Regions from separate parts of the Mus musculus genome. Here region 2 is linked to region 1. The links are chromatin contacts, called in public HiChIP or PLAC-seq maps. All regions are on one chromosome and are shown on one strand. The core of a region is the stretch at or near the end of the contact, and the rest is flanking DNA. Distances in the headings are between cores, read along the strand shown. Region 1 overlaps Gm33998 (a long non-coding RNA gene). Region 2 holds the start of 4930412M03Rik (RIKEN cDNA 4930412M03 gene).

What was found. HiChIP or PLAC-seq counts read pairs in DNA pulled down with a chosen protein or histone mark.
Region 2: a contact with region 1 is called in a FOXA1 HiChIP or PLAC-seq map of pancreatic cancer cells. The contact joins the promoter of 4930412M03Rik here to the enhancer-like site in region 1. A contact is called at or near these places in 5 of 39 promoter capture datasets (the C10 cell line, hippocampal neurons, liver and 1 more) and 1 of 115 datasets of contacts at active chromatin or transcription factors (pancreatic cancer cells).

What each region holds. Positions count from the first base shown.
Region 1 is chr11:59,634,104-59,638,788 of GRCm38.p6, forward strand. Gm33998 (a long non-coding RNA gene) reads right to left here. Exons shown (of 3, transcript XR_388694.3): 3 at 939-2,911. Among named protein-coding and RNA genes, the nearest start is that of Gm33998, 6.9 kb to the right of the region's middle. Within about 2 kb of position 2,163, at least 130 of the 459 cell types and tissues checked have an H3K27ac peak or open chromatin away from gene starts, as enhancers often do. A contact at or near this core is called in pancreatic cancer cells, where this site is marked.
Region 2 is chr11:60,112,595-60,117,279 of GRCm38.p6, forward strand. 4930412M03Rik (RIKEN cDNA 4930412M03 gene) reads right to left here and starts at 2,638. Exons shown (of 1, transcript NR_164317.1): 1 at 1-2,638. All of the region lies in intron 1 of Rai1 (retinoic acid induced 1), which reads left to right.

The sequences.
Region 1 (4,685 bases), core at 913-3,412:
TGGATCCTCAAAGCCTTACATGCTAGGCAGCCCACAAGTGATGGACTACTCTGTCATAGAGATTGAGTGCTCTCCCAGAAACCCTGCCAAGCCAGTTGGGAAACCTGTCCAGCCAGTGCAGAGCCTCCGGGATCACAATCCTCACTTAGGGGCAGGCAGTATCAGTCAAGCGCTGCAGTGGCTTTCCCAGTCCCAGATGCCTTAATATACAGGGCTCCCTCCAGGTCTGCCCTAGGCCACACCCAGGGAGGGATGAAGTCCTTAGCCTTTGTAAGATGCCAAGCAGGATTTCAGCATTCATGTGTGGATCCTGAACAGCCTGATGTAGCATATCAGGATAGGGCTGAGGACAGGGGACACACGGGGTCCACTGTCTATGTGTAGAGCTTCCGGCCATTCAGAGGAAGGGATAGGAAGAGCAGCAGCTTGAGCCAAGAACAGAGGGGCAGGTGGTCAGGGAAGATAGTGCCGAAGAATAAATAGTCAAAGGATCACCATGAATTCACAGCGAGTTGGAGCTGAATTCAAGGCTACCTTGGGCTACAGTGTTAGACCCTGTCTCAAAAAAAGGCAAAAAGAGTCTGAGGACACAGCTCATTTGGCAGAGTGCTTGCCCCAGCATGGATGAAGTCCTGGGCTCCATCTCTAGTACTAGTGATCAAAACTGCATGATGATAGATACCTATGACCCAGTGTTCATGAGGCAAGAAAATCAGGAGCTTGGGGGGAGGGGCGATTGACAGGGCGTGTAGGGGCTGGGGTGGGGTGGGGAGGCTATTCATTCTCTGCCACATGTGAGCTCCAGGCTAGCCTGAATACATGATGCATTGTATCTATAAACAGGAAGGAAAGGGGGTGAGAGGAGGGAGAAAAAGAGGAAAAATTCTCCTCAAACCATGTCTGTGTGAAATATAACAGACTTTTTTTTTATGTCATTACATCCTAAATAATATAGCGATTTGCACGATTACATTGTGCTGGGTGCTATGTGCAATCTAGGCAAACTTTGAAGTCCGGGAGAGCATGTGCATCGGGCCTTGAGCGTCTGTAAGTTTGAGCGTCTGCATAGGCCCTCCAACCAGTCCCCCAAACACTTAAGGACTGCAGTGTTTGGTCACTCCCTACCTCCAGGTCTCTCTGACTCCAGACATGAGCTGATGATGGTAAGACTTTGTAGCATTAAAGCGTGAGAGGCAGAACAAACGGGGCTGAGCTACGTCCACTGTCCATCTATCTCTGCGTGTACCCTGCTCCCAGGCTGTTTGGCATGACTTGGGGCGGACTCCTTGCTCTGATCTCAGCTCCTTCCTCCTGCTCCCCGGCTGGCTTGTTTAACCACTGTGGGTGTTCCTACACTGAAACTAGACAGTCCTTGGAGTTCTCACTAACAAGTCTGGGCAAGTGGAGGCCAAAGCCTGACCTCAACTGCTTACCCATGTTCTGTCACCTCCAGCCCGAGGCTGCACCACCACTAGATGAGGGGCTGTGGTTCCTAGGTTCAGATGTGGGCTGGCTGTACCCTTTTGTAGAGTCAGGCTGAGAGCCAGGGCCATAACGTAGTGATCCCCAGCCTGCATCTGGTCAGCACATGTGCTGAATCTGGCAGACAATTTCAATTTTTTTAAAAATTGAATTCATCGCCAACATTTGAATATCACTAGTTTCCTTGTAGAAATACATTTAAAAATTTTTTAAATTTATTGATTAATTGATTGAATCTTTGTAAAAACAGGTCTGCTTTCCAACAAGGTACCTTTGTCAGAAAGGGTTGAGGCTTGAAGGACACAGTCCTCTTACCAAGCCGCTCTATCTCTTGATGCTGTATACCCAGCTCTTAGGCGTCTGAGTAGTAATCTAGAACTTTCTTCTCATTGCATGACTCAGAAATGGTAAGAAGACTCTAAGTAAGTCTAACAAAACACTTAGGAACTGAACTGTATCCTGCCCCCACTACAGGTCTCAAATCTCTTCAGCAAGATGGATGAGAATTCCATACAGCTAGGACAGCTGGAATTTTGGGGAGGCAAAGATACATTCCCAGAATCCCCCAGAGTCCTGAGGACACCCACACCCTTTGTCCCAGCCACCGTAAGAAAGGCTACACTGATAAAGGCCCTGGGCAACCGGATGACAACATTCTTGGACTCAGATTGAGTGGGAAGGGCCACCTGCTCAGCACATAGCTCAGGGCTGCCAAGAGGGCAGTGGCTGTTGGGCTACTGGAAGCAGGGGTGCCAGCCCTGCTTGGCATTTCAACAATGCCACAAGTACCCAAGCCATAGTAGGGAAGCCACATAGACTCATTCTGCAAGGACTTAAGGGGAAAATGCCACTCTTGTAGGCGGGGATTCTGGGTCTGCCCACCCGCCCCGACTTAGCTCCTTCTGAACATTGTTATCGAGGAGGGAATACCTCCTCATAAACCCGAGGCACAGACAGGACTGGCTGACACGGTGCCAGGCAGGGCCTTTGGGAGCATGGTCAAGGGCTGGCATGACCCAGTTAGTAAATGATGTGAGCCAGCCGTTCTCCTCATCTGCAGCCCACAAAGGAGTCTGAAATGGCTTCTTCTCTAGGCCAACGTTGTATTATAGTTGCAGTGCTCCAAATGCTGTCAGCGTGGCATAACGAAGGCTTTGTCACAGGTAACAGCAGGGGAAAGTCCACAGGGGATAGGAGAAACAATAGGTCCCTTCCAGATAGCCTCACAGGTCAGGGAAATGTGGTGGCTCTGGGTCACAGAAAGCTTCACAGTCCAAGATTATTTTGTCAGGTTTACCAGGAGGGTGTAGCAGCAGTTGTAGAACATGTTCAAGTTCAGGTCTTGGGACCTTTGGTCAGTGTTTTGCGTCTCTGAGCTCCACCTTAGGTAGGTATGACTCTCAGTCCCCTTTTGAATCTGTTTGGAAGACTGAACAGAATACTGAATGTAAATCACTGGCCATCAGTGGCTAAACGGAGGTGACAAGCTAGCCCACACCATAGCTCCCAAACATGTTTAATCTCTGAGCTTTGGGGTATGCACCACGCTATCTATCTTTCAAGCAGGAAGTGACTCAGGCACCCATCCCAGTGGTTAGCATGGGAGGGAGGAAGTTCCTCTTTAGTGTTTGCGGCAGGTCATCTGTGGTTGGCTACAGTGGCTGGGGATACAGGTTAGGCTAAGTGGGGTGTGGCCAGACCCTTTTGCTCTCAGGAAACATCTCGTACTTTTGCTGAGCATTGGCCTTCTGGGAATATAGACAAGAAGGCATCACACAGAATGTAGCCTTGTAGACCAAGGCTTGGGAAATGTTTCTGTTTATATGGAACAGGAAGTTGGGAAAAAATACTATGGACTCTTTTTTTTTTTCTTTAATACTAGGGCCATCTCTCCCTTTTGTGGGACAGCAACTCATTATCTCCCTTTAATGTCTTGCTATGCACTGTCTCTTTCGATGTTTATTTCCACTTTTTATTAATTTTTATTTTTTTTTTTCAGACAAGATCTCATCTTCCTACCCAGGCTGATTTTACCCCGTGCATCTCTCCAACATCAGCATCCCGAGTGCTCAGTTACAGGGATAAGCCACATGCCTGGCTTCTTTCAACATGTATTTTAAAATGTATTTGCTAACATTAAAATATGAAATCTGGTCGGGTGGTGGTGGTGCATGCCTTTAATCCCAGCACTCAGGAGGAAACAGAGACAGGCAGATCTCTGAGTTGGAGGCCAGTCTGGTCCACATGATAAATTCCAAAGTAGCCAGAGCTACAGAGTAAAACCTTATCTTCTCAACAATGTGTATGTGTGTGTGTGTGTGTGTGTGTGTGTGTGTGTGTGTGAATGTGCGTGCTGTACCCATGTAACAGCCTATAAGTTGGCCACAGAAGAATGGTAAAATGGTATGTCCACAGGTACCAGGAGGGTGAGTCTTGAAACCACGAGGCTGGGTGAAGGCTGCAGACCACAGATCATATGCCATATGACTTTATGATGTGAAAATGTCCAAACAGGCAAGCCAAAGAGTCAGAGGCCAGATGAGCGTGGGGAGCAGAGAAAGGTCTGAGTGAATGTGTGTTGCTGAACACAGCCATGTCAAGGACCCCAGTGCCTCAGACCCATGGGAACTGGCAAAGCCTTCATCTGATCCGAGTGTGAATATAGACAGTGTATTCAGAAACGATCAACCAACTTCCTCCTCTGGGATGACTGCAGCCCAAGACTGATCCCCTACAAAGACTTCTCAGAAAGATTAACTAAACATGTCTCCTGTTTATGTGTATACTGTGAGCCTGCTTCCTTATCCAGCTGTATATGATAAACCCTCTACCTTGGCTCAGAGTATAAATAAAGGTGCTGGGATTCCCCACTGTTGGTGGCACCGCTGGTGCCCTCCACTAGGGTGAGCACAGCCCACCTGATCCCAGCTTTTCCGTGTGTATCCTTTCTTCATCCCTTCAACGCCCCACTTAGGTCAACCCTTACAGCTGTACAGAATGTGGCACATCAGCGGCTGGAGTTGCAGCCCAGTGGAGACATAGATGGCACTGGCGTGAAGAGAACATGTAGGAATGGGAGACGTGGCTCAGCAGTTAAGAGCACTTGCTGCTATTGCTGAGGACTCGAGCTCAATTCCCAGCACCTATGTCACATGGCTTCCAACAGCCTAGCTTCTGCCTTCAAGGGACCCGACACTGTCTTC
Region 2 (4,685 bases), core at 1,388-3,887, 480 kb after region 1:
AATGGCCTTCTGCAATCCTAGTCCAACATGGTGGCCCAATCTCAAAGCTTCAGAGGTGGAGGAGAAGGGTAGCATTGCAAGGCTGGCTGCTGGAAAAGGCTCTTAGCCTTCGGGACCGGGAGAAGCTTCCCGAGGTTGAGGGATGCTAATGAGAAACCTTTCACTCTGTCTGTCTGAAAGCTGCAGCTCTTCTGTTGCACTGTGGAAACAGAAGATCAGGTTAGGTATGAGAGAATAGAGGCCATTGCTATCCCAGGCTGCTCTGGAACCAAATCCTAGATTCTAGCCTTTGTTTGGATTACATCCTCTAATAGGTGGGGAGAGAGAGAAGAGGAAGAACAACATTTTCATGTCAAGCACAGAGAGGAGTGGGATGGGAAGCAATCCTATGTATACCTTTGAGACAGCACAGAAAATCCCCACTGTGGCTCAAAATAGCACTAAAAACAGGGTTTGCCAAATCAGACTTAGCATAACGTTGATGGAGCTGGCTTTATTCCCTTGGGGTGACACTGTCTCTTGGGAGCTTAGGGACGTCAGGTGGGGTGGCTGTGGCCTTTACCAGAAGTTTCTAGAGGTCAGAGATGGGAAGAAGTGATGGGATACCTGTAGACAAAGCCAGCTGGTGAAGGCGAAGGGAAGGGAGCTCTGACTCCTCTGATGAGTGAAGGCCCGTCTCTCATTGCCAGGAGAACTATCATTTAAGCTGTACCTGCTTTGTGCCAGGTACTGGGTGGTCCTCTCTAACCCTTAACTGTTCTGTCAAAGAAACTAAAGCTCAGAAAGGTTAAGAGACCGACATGAGCTCAACCAGTTGAGAATCACAACTACTGGGCTCCAAGTTAACCCTGCTTACCACCTTCCTTTCACATTAGTCATTCACCCGTTTCATAGATAATCAATCAGCTGCTGTGAAATGACACTGTTTTCAGGTAAGAAAAGTTTAAGGTTTGGAGACAGACAGCCCTGAGGTTGACTAGGGAGGTTTTTCTTCCTGTGGGTTTTTCTTTTGGTTTCCTCCATTCTTGGGTGGGCATAATGTTTTCATCCTGGAAGTGGCCATAGGGGTTAAACTCAGCCTGGAAAGGGAAAGAGGCCCCAGGGAGGGAAGGACCCGCCCTGGGCCACCCAGCTTGGCAGGGTGCAATAAAAGAGCTCTGGTGGGGGAGCCAGGCCAGATTGCCTATCTCTGTGCTATATCAGTGTCGAATTTCTTTATTTGAATGGGGAGAGAGGGCAGCCTCCCTCTGCAGGTAGAGAAGGTGGTGTGGAATGTGGCTGTTTGTTTTTCTTTGCCCGTGAAAGCCTTATTTCAGCTCACTTGGCTGTGCAGGGCTTCTGAGACACAAGATGTTCTCTGGGGTGCCTAGCCAAAGTGGACACTGAGGGCACCCACCAACCGAGGGGGAGCTGGGAAACAACATCCTTCTGCCTGCTCCATCGAGGCCTCCTGGCCCCCTTCATCTCCATATCTCCTGGCAGACTCCAGGTTGCTTAGAAAGCCAAGGCAGCCTTTCTTACAAACAAATCTTGTTCACATGGATAGGGGGAGACTAGCTGAGTCTATCTGCTCCTCTTTCTCTACCCAGGTATTGCCCACCCAGCTAGCTCCCTTTATTCGGAGACACCTTGAAGGGACACCAGTGTCATCGTCATTTGTCAAGCCATCAAACTGAGAGCTCCTGGTACTAGGGAGGTGGATTCGAGGAACCACGGGGTGATCATGAGGCAGGGCTTTCTGCAATGGCTGCCCCTCTTTCCCTTCGGCCCCTCCTCTTCAGCCCGCTGGCGGCTGGGAGAGGAAGCCCTGCCGGCAGGTAGCAGAGAAAAGACATAGGATCCAGGGGGGGGAGTCGGAGTGAAAGCAAACAAACAGGCCTTTGTGTGGCTTCAGATTGGCGGCTCAGAAGGGAAGCCAGGCCTGTGGTAGGCGAGAGAGGGAGGAGGTATGGGAGGTCGAGCTGTAGTTGGGTTGTGGGTAGCCAGAGCTGGATGACGAGGCCCATTCCTTGTAGACAGGCAACGCTTGGGCCCTGCCACTTGACTTCTGTACAGATCTAACGGACTCCCTGGGACTAACATACCTTAGGACTAACATACCTTAGGACTGTTAAAGGCCTAGTCAGTGTCGAGCTCCCATTCCACTCTGCTGCTTGTGACTGCAAGGAAGAAGTGGAGTAGTAGGGAGGGTATCATGGCCACCCGGGAAAACAGACTTTCCAGAACCAGGAACACGGTGGGAATTCCAGTGGGGAGGCAGCCCTGTGGAGCAGGAAGGTTTACTGTGCAGTGACAGGCAGTGGGTGTCTGTAGGTAGAGATAGTATCACAAGCCCCCACGACTAGGAGTCAAATTGCCCTATCACTGGTGCAGGCCACCAGGTTGGGGGCACAGGTCCGAAGACCGGTTTCCTCGCAGAGCGTGTGAGGGGTCGTCTTGGGTAGTATAGGTAGTGGAGCTGTATTCATTATCCTAGTGAGGACACCCGCACCAGCCCGGCTGCTCAGACCAGGACCCAAATCTACTGAGGCGCGGTCGGGCCAGACGATCAGGCAGCTGCGTGGTTGCTCCGGGGCCATTTCCTCTCCTCTCCACGACCTCGAAACGGGCGGCGGGAGGGCAGACGCCCGCGCTTCCTGCCCGCCAGCCCGCGGCGCCCCCCTAAGCAGCGTTCCACACGGGAGGTGCAAGGGGCGGGGCGGGGCGGGGCGGGGCGGGCACTGAGTCGCCATGGCAGCTCCTGGCCCGTCATGCTCCGCGCTGCTGGGACCGGCAGCCAAGGCCCCGCCCCTGGTAGAGCCGGGCCCCTTTCCGGGATTGCAAAGCCGGAGGCGTGGCTTCCAGACCTGGGAAGGTACTCTCAGGGCTCTCTGCTGTCTAGCTCTCCCCTCCCCCGGGTGCCACAGCCTTGGTGCTTCTTTGCGCGGTCCTTCACGGACGAGGCGCGGGGAGCGCCCCGACACTCTCTTACACTGGCAGAGTTGTGCCCAGAGGTACTCGCTTGTCCTCGACAGAGCCCAGCACTTGGCCTCTTGTAGCTGGCAGACGTTTGGTTGCCTGGCCAGGAGGTACATTCTTACTTTCTGAGCCCGGGCTCCATCGCCTGCCCTGGGAAACCTGTAACTAAACTTTGTTGCCAAGTTTGACCCATGTAATGCTGCCCTCTCTCCGCATGCTTTTCATGCCTTGAATCCCTAACTTCACCCTCCTGATCTGCTTTCTTTCCTCTAGTCCAGTAAGAGGCTCCAATTCAGTTGGCTTCTGCCCCCTTCTGCTTGTATGGAGCAGGCAGCTAAATTTAATACTGGTCTTAGGGTCTTGGCAAGAAGATTGCCTCTTAAGCTGCTGGACTCTGCCTTTCTTCAGCCTCACCCAGGGCACACACAGGAGGACGAGAGTAGGTTTTTATGGAAGCAGAAGGATGTATCTTGATATGTAGGCCAAGAGTAGTGGTGCACACTTGTATCTCTAGCGCTTCAGGAAGCTGAGGTTGATAGGCTAGCAAGATTGAGACCAGCCTGGGTTGTATAATGAGGAGTTCTTGTGTTTCAAAACAAAACAAAACTTCCCAATTCTAAGTATTTTCTAGTCTGATAATCTGAATATGCTGACTGTAGAGAAGTTCAAAAGTAGAACCAGACCCACCCATGCCTGACATCTCAGCTCCTTTTGAGGTTGAGTGCAGCAGGAGTTTAGGATTAGCTTGTGCAACATACCAAAACCCTCATCTCAAAAAACGATATAGGACCAGTGAGATGGCTTAGCAGGTAAAGGGCCTGCTACAAAGCCTCGTGACCTGACTTTGAAGAAAACTGACTCTGGCAAGTTTTCCTCTACACACACACTCACTCATTCACACTGTATGTGTGTGTGTCCTAAATTCCTGAAAAACAATATGGGATGAGCACAACAAATGCAAAGAATGAAAGAGTCATGCTGTATGTTTGGACTTGTAAAGTATTTGATGACTTTAATAGCTTTTTTTTCTTGCTATAAAAGGAGAACAGGCTTATTATAGAACTTTTGAAAAATATGAGTTAAAAGGAAGAAATTTACCCATATTCTAGTCTCTAAAGGCATTGCCTGTCATAGGGTTATCCTTACTGTGTATGCTACCACTCTTGTAGGTACCTGAAGTATATACTCTGCCTTTCTCATATAATGCCATACAAGGTATGTTAGCATTCTGCCTAAACTCCACCCCACAGTAAGAGGCAGAGAAAGGCTGGAGAGATGGCTCCGCTATTAGGAGCACTGACTGCTCTTCCAAAGTTCTGGAGTTCAATTCCCAGAAACCTGGTGTCCCCAACTCCCAGGATGTCACCATATTGATGCCAAACTTAGTGTGGACACCGGATCGGCATAGTGCACTACAAGGTATCATCCTCTGTTCTGTGCATCCGTGGGAATCTGAGATGGGGAGTTTTAATCTTAGGAGAGCTAGCAGCCTGTTGGGCTACCCAGGTAGTCATGTCACTCATCTCTCTATCCACAGACCCTTGGCAGGTCTCTTTTCCTGCCATTAACCTCTAACAAGTGTCTTGGACCAGGCATCTTTGTTTGTTTGTTTTTTGTTTGTTTTGTTTTGTTTTTTCGAGACAGGGTTTCTCTGTATAGCCCTGGCTGTCCTGGAACTCACTTTGTAGACCAGGCTGGTCTCGAACTCAGAAATCTGCCTGCCTCTG